Regions from separate parts of the Zea mays genome. Here region 2 is linked to region 1. A link is a contact called in public Hi-C data. All regions are on one chromosome and are shown on one strand. Each heading gives the region's core, a stretch centred on a gene start, on an enhancer-like site or on the middle of the called end of the contact. The rest is flanking DNA. Distances are from core to core; before and after follow the strand shown. Region 1 holds the start of LOC100281444 (protein kinase domain containing protein). Region 2 holds the start of LOC103651410 (zinc finger CCCH domain-containing protein 13).

What was found. Hi-C and Micro-C count contacts between places; a contact is called where the count stands out from the background.
Region 2: a contact with region 1 is called in a Hi-C map of leaf, with 6 times the contacts expected there. The contact joins the promoter of LOC103651410 here to the promoter of LOC100281444 in region 1. A contact is called at or near these places in 14 of 25 Hi-C or Micro-C datasets (bundle sheath, ear, endosperm and 3 more) and 2 of 3 datasets of contacts at active chromatin or transcription factors (leaf and seedling).

The regions. Positions count from the first base shown.
Region 1 is chr3:218,643,137-218,648,359 of Zm-B73-REFERENCE-NAM-5.0, reverse strand. LOC100281444 (protein kinase domain containing protein) reads left to right here and starts at 3,713. Exons shown (of 13, transcript NM_001154362.3): 1 at 3,713-4,166; 2 at 4,276-4,319; 3 at 4,402-4,480; 4 at 4,563-4,685; 5 at 5,013-5,195. The coding sequence starts at 3,909.
Region 2 is chr3:218,787,615-218,792,346 of Zm-B73-REFERENCE-NAM-5.0, reverse strand. LOC103651410 (zinc finger CCCH domain-containing protein 13) reads right to left here and starts at 2,504. Exons shown (of 5, transcript XM_008677045.4): 1 at 1,270-2,504; 2 at 88-706. The coding sequence starts at 2,167.

The sequences.
Region 1 (5,223 bases), core at 2,464-4,963:
TGCACACACCAGGGTCCTCCTCGCTCCGGGACCCTGCTGGAGTTCGGACTTGTCCGGAGGCTCCAGACTTGTACATAGGGGTCCGGTGTTCTTTCGTGGGGGTCCGGCCTTACTGGGGTGTGGTGTCTTTTCCTGTCACGTGGCGTCCTTTGGCCTGCCCATCCGGCGGGGTCAGGCGCGGTCCTCCGCGCGGCTAGGGGACGTCGCATGGGTTCGATGCCTTCATGCTGTAGGAGAGGGTACCCCTGATTTAGGGTACCGACAGAGCCTTCCCGTGGTTTGTGGCCTTCTCGCCGGTTTCCATCTCCCTCTTGGCGGATCCTCCTGACATCACTTCGAGTGGTTAGACTCTAATGAAGTACTAGGCTCTGATACCAATTGAAAGTCACCTAGAGGGGGATGGATAGGTGGAATATGAAATTTACAACTTTAAACACACACTACAAGCTGGGGTTAGCGTTAGAACGAATATCAAGTCCGGGAGAGAGGGGAAAAACAAATCAACCAAGAAATAAAGCGGTTGAACACGGTGTTTTGTTTTACCGAGGTTCGGTTCTAAAGAACCTAGTCCCCGTTGAGGTGGTCACAAATATCGGGTCTCTTTCAATCCTTTCCCTCTCTCAAACGGTCACCTAGACCGAGTGAGCTTTCTCCTTAATCAAACGGGTCACTTAGACCCCGCAAGGACCACCACACACTTGGTGTCTCTTGCTTTGATTACAAGTCACTTTGAGAACAAGAATGAGGAAGAAGAAAGCGATCCAAGAAGCAAGAGCTCAAAGAACACGAACAAAAACACTCTCTCTAGTCACTAGGTGATTGGAATGGATTTGGGACTTGGAGAGGCATTGATTCTATTGAATTGTGTCTAAGAGTGAATACACTAGCTCTTGTATTGAGTGTGAAGTGCTAGAAACTTGGATGCTTGGAGTGGTGGTGGTTGGGGGGTATTTATAGCCCTCAACCACCACATAGCCATTGGGGATGGCTGCTGTCGATGGGCGCACCGGACACTGTCCGGTGCGCCAGCCACGTCACCCAACCGTTAGGGTTCGGGCGCTGTCGGCCGTTGGAAGCTTTGTCTTCTAGTGGCACAGGACTGTCCAGTGCGCCTCTGACGGACGGCTCTGACTTTGCGCGCACTGTTCTTCACTATAGCTCTGATTCTCCAGCTTTTGTAGTCGACCGTTGCGCGAAGGAGCCGTTGCTCCGCTGGTGCACCGGACAGTCTGGTGGCACATCGGACAGTCCGACGAATTATAGCGGAGCGCGCTCTGAGATACCCGAGGTGGAGAGTTGGGAGTTGTACGGTCTTGGTGCACCAGACACTGTCTGGTGGCACACCGGACAGTCCAGTGCGCCAGACCAGGGCACACTCGGTTTCTTGCTCCTTTTGAATTTGAACCCTTTCTTCAATCTTTTATTGGTTTGTGTTGAACCTTTATGCACCTGTATATCATATACTTTAGAGCAAACTAGTTAGTCCAATATTTGTGTTGGGCATTCAACCACCAAAATTATTTATAGAAAAAGGTTAAACCATATTTCCTTTCAACTGGTCTCGGAGTGGATGGGGTCTTACAAATGGTATCAGAGCCAACCCTCGCGGTTTCACGAATTTGTGTGGGCTAGGGGTTCGGGCAAATGGCGCATGGGACATGTGGGCCCCGAGTGGTCACATGGCATGACATATGACGACACTAGACACAGATGTGGCCAAGATGAGAGGTTCCTAGCTTGAGGTTGACCGACAAGGACATCAGCCTTCTAAGGGGGGTGGATTGTGATATCCTAGCCCCGGAGAATTGTGATATCCTGGTCCAAGACTTAATAGAATTAATAGAGTTCTCATACAAACAAGGTGCATCTTCTTTTTTGAAAGCCTACCTCGAAAGAACCTGTGGGTTAAGCGTGTTTGGCATAGAGAAATCTTGGGATGGGTGACCGATCGGGAAGTCTTCTTAGATACGAATGAATGAGGACAAAGTACGTACAAAATACTCGTGTTGATTTGTGGGGCGATATATGATTCTAGAGGGCTACCAGGAGTAAGTAGCGCCGGTTCGGGAGTGGACGAGGGTGTTACATCGGGTCAAGTGGTCCATGATTAGATCTAGATTTGTCCTATCGTCATTAGAACTGCTCAAGAGTTGGGGCGTGCCGAAGTCGAAGGAGTAGAGATGGATTCTAAACATCCCATCTATAAAACAAATTTAATATTTTAACATATATATGCATACAACATATGCTAATCTTTAGGCATGTTGTTAAAAAATTATGAGAGACAAAAATAAAGTTTTGTATATTTTTTTGCATTATTTTCTGTCTACGCCAAAAAGGTGAAAACATCTAAATCTAAATTCATATTCAAATTTTATATCAATTATTTAAAAAGATATAAAATAGATGTGAGATTTACTTTTTATGGATCTTTTTTATGGATCTTTATAAGACAAATGCTAAAAATAAGAATATAATTTTTATAAAAAATATATTCTATTTATTCACAATTAAAAAAAGGCTGAAAGTTAACATTCGAATTGTTAGTTAAATTAACTAGCTAACAAATAACTATATAAATATTAACTAATTTATCAAAAGAGAATATATTTAGTGCACATGATAGACATATTAAATCATCACCACTCATCCTAGTTCTAATGAATATAGTTGCTTGATATATTTTGCTAAGAACACCCTCCGACATTGTGGCGTGTAGTGGTGGAAGGTGTAATTTGTAAATTATAATGATCAACCAGAGACGTTAGATGTAAGATAGATAATGATGATTTAATATAGGCATAATGTCCTCTTTGTCAAAAAAAAAGCTAATCAGCCTATGAACCGGTAGACACGCAGCACGGTGGACCGCTCAACTCAAGTAGAGATGGCAATGGGGCCCCGATCCCCGATTTCCCGCGGGGAATTCCTCTATTAGGGGATGGGGATGGGGAAGATTCTCCCCCCGTGGGGATGTAAACGGGGAAAAATCCTCCTCCGATGGGTAAACGGGGACGGGGATGGGGAAACATTCCCCATCCCCGTTTTCCGCGGGGACCCGTTAAACTTATATATGGTGATGTTTTCATGTAATATATAATGATAAAAATAAATAATTACATTGTTAAGAGATAACTCATTGTACAAATATGTTATTTTGATGGACCCATAATGAGTTCTAACATCTGACAATGTATATAATGTATATAAGTGACAATGTTTTGTATTAATAAAAAAGAAAGTATGTCATAATTATAATTTAAGCGGGGACGGGATCCCCGATGGGGATTTATCCCCGCGGGGAATGGGGATGGGGAAGAAATGCCCCCGCAAGAGTTCGTGGGGATCCCCGCGAAGAAATTTTTTATCGCGGGAATGGGTACGAGGAGCCAAAACCCGACAGGGATTTCCCCGTTGCCATCCCTAAACTCGAGCGTTTCAGACGGCAAAAACGGACGAGATAATTGGATTTTTGTCACTCACAATATTGTCTTCTTGTTATAATTACCACTGTATCTATGAATTGTGGATCCAGCTGGGTCTATAAAATGTAGGCCTGATGGCAATTTTACAAACCTGTTTTTTTTTTTTGCTGATGGCAAATATCACAATCTCTCAAAACGGACAGCGCCGGCGCACGTCCGAGCTGGCGCACCGGACCTCCTAAAAATCGTGCCTCCTCGCGGCCGCGCGGTCGCTGGCGCGGTGTGGGGGTGAGGCGGACGCGCGCAGGGCTCATGGCAGCTATCGCTCTGCCTCTTCCCGGCACGCAACCACCTCACGCCTCTGCCTCTTCTTAATCTTAAAGTCAGTCAGTCCCCGGGCCTTGCTCTCCCTCCACTTCCGCCGCGACGATCTCCTCCCACCCGTAGACCAACAACAACGGTACTAACCAGTACCAGCCCCGCATGCCTCTCGCGGCGGCTGCCGCGGCCGTTGCCGCATGTCCTTCGCCGATCGGCCTCACCCGCTCTTTGTGCCGTATCGAGGCGCATCCGCGGCGCCGGCGGAGGTTCCGGTTGGAGGCAAATTCGTCGGCGTCTACGTCCGCTCCCGCGCCGACCGCGGCGGATGAGGGAGGCGGAGCGGGGTTGTGCCCTGTGGTCAGGTTCGACATGGCCGACTTCACCGTCGCCGACCGCGTCAGCGTCGGGCTCCATGGACGGGTAGGTGCTGATCGCGTCTTCTGATTTGCTGTACATCTCGTTAATTTTGTGGCGCTTCTCTTCCCGTTTTGCCAATAATTAATGATTTGTTTTTGGGTTCGTGATGCAGTCGGATGAGATGATCTTCGAGGCCACGGTGTGCGATCCGAGCAGGTCAGTGCGTAGGACACCGATACTCTAGACAATACGAATTCGTCGTATTCGTGCCGATTGTTTCTGATTTTGGCGTTTTCAGCGAGCTGTATGGGTCAACGGTGGTCCTGCGGCAGCTGAAGAGTTTGCAGGCGAAGCGCAGGGGGCGTCGCGCTCTCGAGGTGGGGTTCATCTACTGTGAACTACGGTATTGCGTTAGTTCGTTGGCTGAGCCGCTGAGCTTGTGTGTTTGTGTGATTTTAGGTGCTGAAGAAGCTGGCTCGTCGCCAAATGATGTACCACTCCTACGCACTTCAGGTCCATGGTTACATTGCTCCGTGCAATGCCGTGGAGGAGGAAGATGTCCCGTTAGTATTGGTTCATGGGGTTAGTGCTTTTCTCTTACTTCCTCATGCTGATCTGGGTTATCTTAAATGCGTCAGTGTCATTTTCAGGTTTCAATTTGGGATCTAGTTGCAGTTTGGAGCCATTTTCATGCCAGCTCATGGGTTTTAGGTGTATGTAGGTGTAATTGACACATTAATTTTGTATATTATCCAAACAGAATATTGGAACTTTTCAGAGCTGTTTTCGTGTATATTTAGCTTTTCAAAAAGGGTTAGATTTTGCTTCCCTATAGATGGAGCAATTCACTCACTGAGGCACTGGTTTTGTTATCCATCGACCATCATTTGGTTTATTTATTTTGTGCAGTATCATGGGAGTCATTCCCTGCGTCACTGGTTGCAACTCTCAGATTGGATCCCAACCTTAGAGGCAACATTAGCGTTGGACGAAGAACAAGTGAGGAGGGTAGGAGATGACTCTGTTGGAGGACCAGCTGTAACTCGACAGCTGCGTCTTATCAGGATATTGATGAGAGACCTTTTGATTGGTGTAAGCTACAAACACAAGATTGCTTGAA
Region 2 (4,732 bases), core at 1,255-3,754, 150 kb before region 1:
GGACAAGGTACAGCTACAATGCTGCAGCCTTGTAAGAGACGAGTGCAGTATTTTCAGATGTATAACCATATATAGAAGAGAAGTTACCGGTTTTGATCTTTATCATGATAAGAACTTGTGCTAGGTGAACTTCTTGAGTGGATTTTACTTGGACTACAACTACGATCAGGTCTTGCTCTCTCAATCAAAGAATCCAGACGCCCACTGCCTGAAGATTTTTCCAAATGCACACGTTGATCACGTGTGTTTGGAGGCTTTAAATCGTATTGGTCGTCATTTTCCTCAGGAGGTCGTTTTTTCCCTCTACTTTCTTTATACCTGTTGCCATAATCCTCATAATGATCATCTTGAACTGCATCCTTTCTGTAATGGCTCTCTGAGCTTTTGTGCCCATCTTTAGCACTCTTATAATTAGCTCTATCACTTTCATGACTACGAGCCACTCGCTCATCAGAAAACTTGTCATCATGTTGCCTTTTATCCCTTCCATATTCGTCCTTGTACTTTTCCTTATACTTGTCATCATCAAACCTTTGCTCCTTAGAACTCCTAGATTTACCATGTTCATATCTGGACAGGGTCTTTCTGTCATCGCTGTCTCTATTGTCAGTGGGCCACTTATCTGTATCTTCAGAATCATCTTTTCTTCGGCTGTGTTTGTCAGCTTGCATATCAGGATTATTGTACTTCCCTTTTGCTGAAATTTCTGCCTCCAAAATTAGTAGTTTAGAAGAAAATTCTCAGCAAAAGAGAAGAAAACAACCCAAAAATATATACAAGGAAATTCAAATAAGCAGCATTCAGGTAAAACAAGTACATAAGTAAACACCATTCAGCATAGAGCAAAAAAAAAAGATCTTCAAGTATACTATACAACTACTTCACTGAGGCAGGGCCCAGCACTATGAAAGGCAATAGATCATAAGTACAAGAAATAAGGTTTCATATAACTTTACTAGAAGATATCGAGCTGTTAGCTATATATAATAAACACATCAAAGTTTAATGTAGCAAAGGGAAAGATGGATGCTAAATCGTTCAGTGTGGTAGAAAAGAATACAAATTGCTAGCACTATTTTCCACCACTTTCACAGAGTTTATTAATATATTATACCACTATTAAAAACAATTATAGCATCATGCAAGACTCTAAATAAAATCAGGATAAGAAAAATGTAACACATTGCAGTAGGAACATGACATATAATCGTACATAGGGCAAGAATGCTATTGGTATTGTGGAGAACATGTAAAAAATGGGCTACTTACCATTGACATCTGTATCTCTCCTATACAAGTAGGCATCCTCTTCCGCCCTACTCGTCTTTGAGCCACTCTTCCTGCTACCGCCATCCTCATACCTCTCATGCTTGGAATCATAATCTTTCTTGTCCCTCTCACGGTCCTTCTGCCTATCACGCTCCCTCTCCCTTTCCCTATCCCGCTCTCGATCCTTATCTTTCTCACGCTCGTGTTCCTGTTCCTGTTCCCGTTCTCTCTCCCTCTCCCTCTCCTTCTCCCGTTCTCTTTCCTTCTCACGCTCTCTATCCCTACTCCTTCCCATATCTCGCTCCCTCTGCCGCTCCCATTCTTTTTCCCTTTCCCTGTCCCTTTCCCTTTCCTTCTCCCTCTCCCTATCTCTGTCATCCTTATAATGCCCAGCACTCTCCTTCCTCCCATCCTTCTCTTTCTCTGACCTCCGCTTCCCAGAGTCACTCTTGGACGCAACCTCCTCGGCCCTGTCATCCACAATCATCGCCCGTCTGCTTGACCTCTTGGACTCATCCCCCGATCCCCTGGACTTGTCGGGCAGTTTCTCCATTTCAGCATGCCCAAAGGTCTCACTCTTGGACCTCTTGTCGACCAGGTGATCGTCGCAGACGCCACTATTCCACCGGTCGCTGACCACATCCACCACGGCATCCTCAACCCTCTCCTTCCTCTTTTTCCCGTGCTCCGGGTACCCGTTCCCCGATCTCACGGGCTCCTTCCCCGAGGACGAACGACGCCTCTCGGGCTCGGCATCTTTGGAAACCCTAGCCGCCGCCGCGGCCTCCTCCCGCGCGCCCGAGGCCGGAGCCGACTCCTCGCCCTCTGACTCCGACCGGTCAGCGGACCCTCCCCGCCTGTGGGACCGGTGCGACCTGTGACGCGAACTCCGAGGCATGGTGGGCCAACCCTAACAGAACACCACCAACCCAGATGCGGAAGCTCCGAAGCTGGCGACGCGGGGCGCGCGGGGATCTAGGCTGCCGTGGCGGCGGGGAGAGGCGAGCGCGAGGGCGCTTGGGGTTCAGCGGCTAGGGTTTTGGTAGGGTGAGGGAGCGGAGGGGAGGGGGAGGGGGAGGGGGAGGCGGCGGCCGCCGGGATGGGAGACGACGAGATCGTGTGGGTGGAGAAAATGGGAAAGGAAAATGTTGGTTGTTTTTCCGGTTTTGGATTTGGGACGAGGCCGGGAGGGGTTTGGTTGGGGATTTGGCCCTGGCCTGGTGGTGGTTTGCTTCGCTGCGGTACGGGGGCGCGCGTCGGGAACTCGGGATTGGGCACGGGAGTAGAGATTCAAAAACCGTCGGTACATCTTCCGGAGCTTCTTATTTTCATACCCAAACAAAACTAGATATATAACTGTGCGTTGTCACGAGAGTTAAAAATCTGTATAAAATATAGATATGTAACGACAATTGTCGTTATGATATGAAAAATCTGTGTAGCAAAATATTACATTAACACTAATATTATATTTTAAGTATAGGCTGAATGCTTTGGTATCTATTTATAGTCGAAGATTTAACTAGGAAAGTTTGATTAATCATTCACTGCCCAGATGCAACTGATAACACAACAAGAACCCAATTTGGAAGGACGAGAAAGAACCAAATGCACACGGTTCAGCTCATCCTTCCGACTTGAACATCCATCAAAGCTAGCATAACATAGTTATATACATTGATAAGTAAGTTAAAATAAATCAAACAATCTAGGAGATAAATAATGTACTCCTGTGAGTAGCTAACACGACATTTGGTATAAGTTTCATATCCTTACTTTTCACATATGAGCATTCATATCTGCTAGTTATAAGCAACATGTCGTAAAAGTGTTGTGGAAATGATTGAGTAAATTTAACGGTAGTTGATAGTTAGTCACCATTTTCTATATATTGTGCACAAAGAGAAGTATGCCTAAGAAACTAAGTATATCTATTAAAAAACTTGACCAACATAGAAGGGTTTTTAATTAAGGGTTTTTAATTAAGAACACATACAAAAATTTGCCTCTACAATGACTTGGACTTGAGAGGTCGGGTGTGGGCGTACATGCATACTGTCGACCAACTAAGCTACACTGAGCTTCTTAAATTTTTTATTTTAATTAAGAACACATGCAAAAATTTGTCTCGACAAGAACGCATACAGCGTGAGCATGAGTGGATGAGGGGGCATCCGTAGCTTGCATAGTTGCTTGCTTGCATGCATCGTGAGTGGGAGAGCAGGTGCATGTCGTGCGCGATAAGGTGAGGGCTTGCATGCAACATGAGTGGATGAGGGGGCACCTGTAGCTTGCATGCAGCGTGAGTGGGAGAGCAGGTGCATGTCGTGCGCGATAAGGTGAGGGGGCACATTTTGGTCTACGCTACCTTCTTAATAGTTAGTAGAGATGACCAACATAGAAGGGTTTTTAATTAAGAACACATACAAAAATTTGCCTCGACAAGAACGCATGCAGCGTGAGCCGAGGGAGCCATGGGGCCTAGCTTCGGAGCTAGGTGCATGCAGCATGAGTGGATGAGGGGGCACCCGTAGCTTACATAGTTGCTTGCTTGCATGCAGCGTGAGTGGGAGAGCAGGTGCATGTCGTGCGCAATAAGGTGAGGGCTTGCATGCAGCATGAGTGGATGAGGGGGCACCCGTAGCTTACATAGTTGCTTGCTTGCATGCAGCGTGAGTGGGAGAGCAGGTGCATGTCGTGCGCGATAAGGTGAGGGGGGCACGTTTTGGTCTATGTTATCTTCTTAATAGTTAGTAGAGATAGAAATATAATTTTAGGATGTATATTAAGAAAATGAAACCTCCAACAGTTCTCTAAACAAAATCTCAATTTGTCCGCGCACCCTAAATCATATTCGTGCTCCTCAAATGTTTGCCATTCACATGCACTCACAATCTCGTGTTCGCGCGCACGACACCAACAAAACTCCGAGGACGTCTTCCTTTCGTGCCATTCTCTTTTTCTCGTCTCCTCAACCTCAACGCACACACCTCCGGATCTCGACGGCAAATCCATCTCAGTGCTCCAGTACCTGTCGATGTTTGTGACCCGACCGCACACTACGGGGACGGGATTACCTGTGATGCTTTTGGTTATGACGGTGTCGTTAATCACGACTCGATGGTTCGTGCTGAGTCACGTTGGGATCACTCACAAAGTTATACATGTTCGAACCATTTAGAATTGTGTAATACCATACTTCCTGTTGGGGATTGATATTGATCTCCGGAGTACGAGGATTACAAGCTGAGGATTGTAGATGAAAATTAGCTCGAGTGGTGGGTGATGAGATGAAATGTTAGGGGTCTCCCTTGGCCATATATATGTGACCAGGTAGAGTTATCCCGTTACAAGTTGCGATTATTATCTACTTGTTTATCTCCTTCTTTGTCGCAGATCGTGTCCCTGCATATCCAGAGTCTTCATCGCCTAACTGTCCGAGTTATCACCGAATGCCAAACCC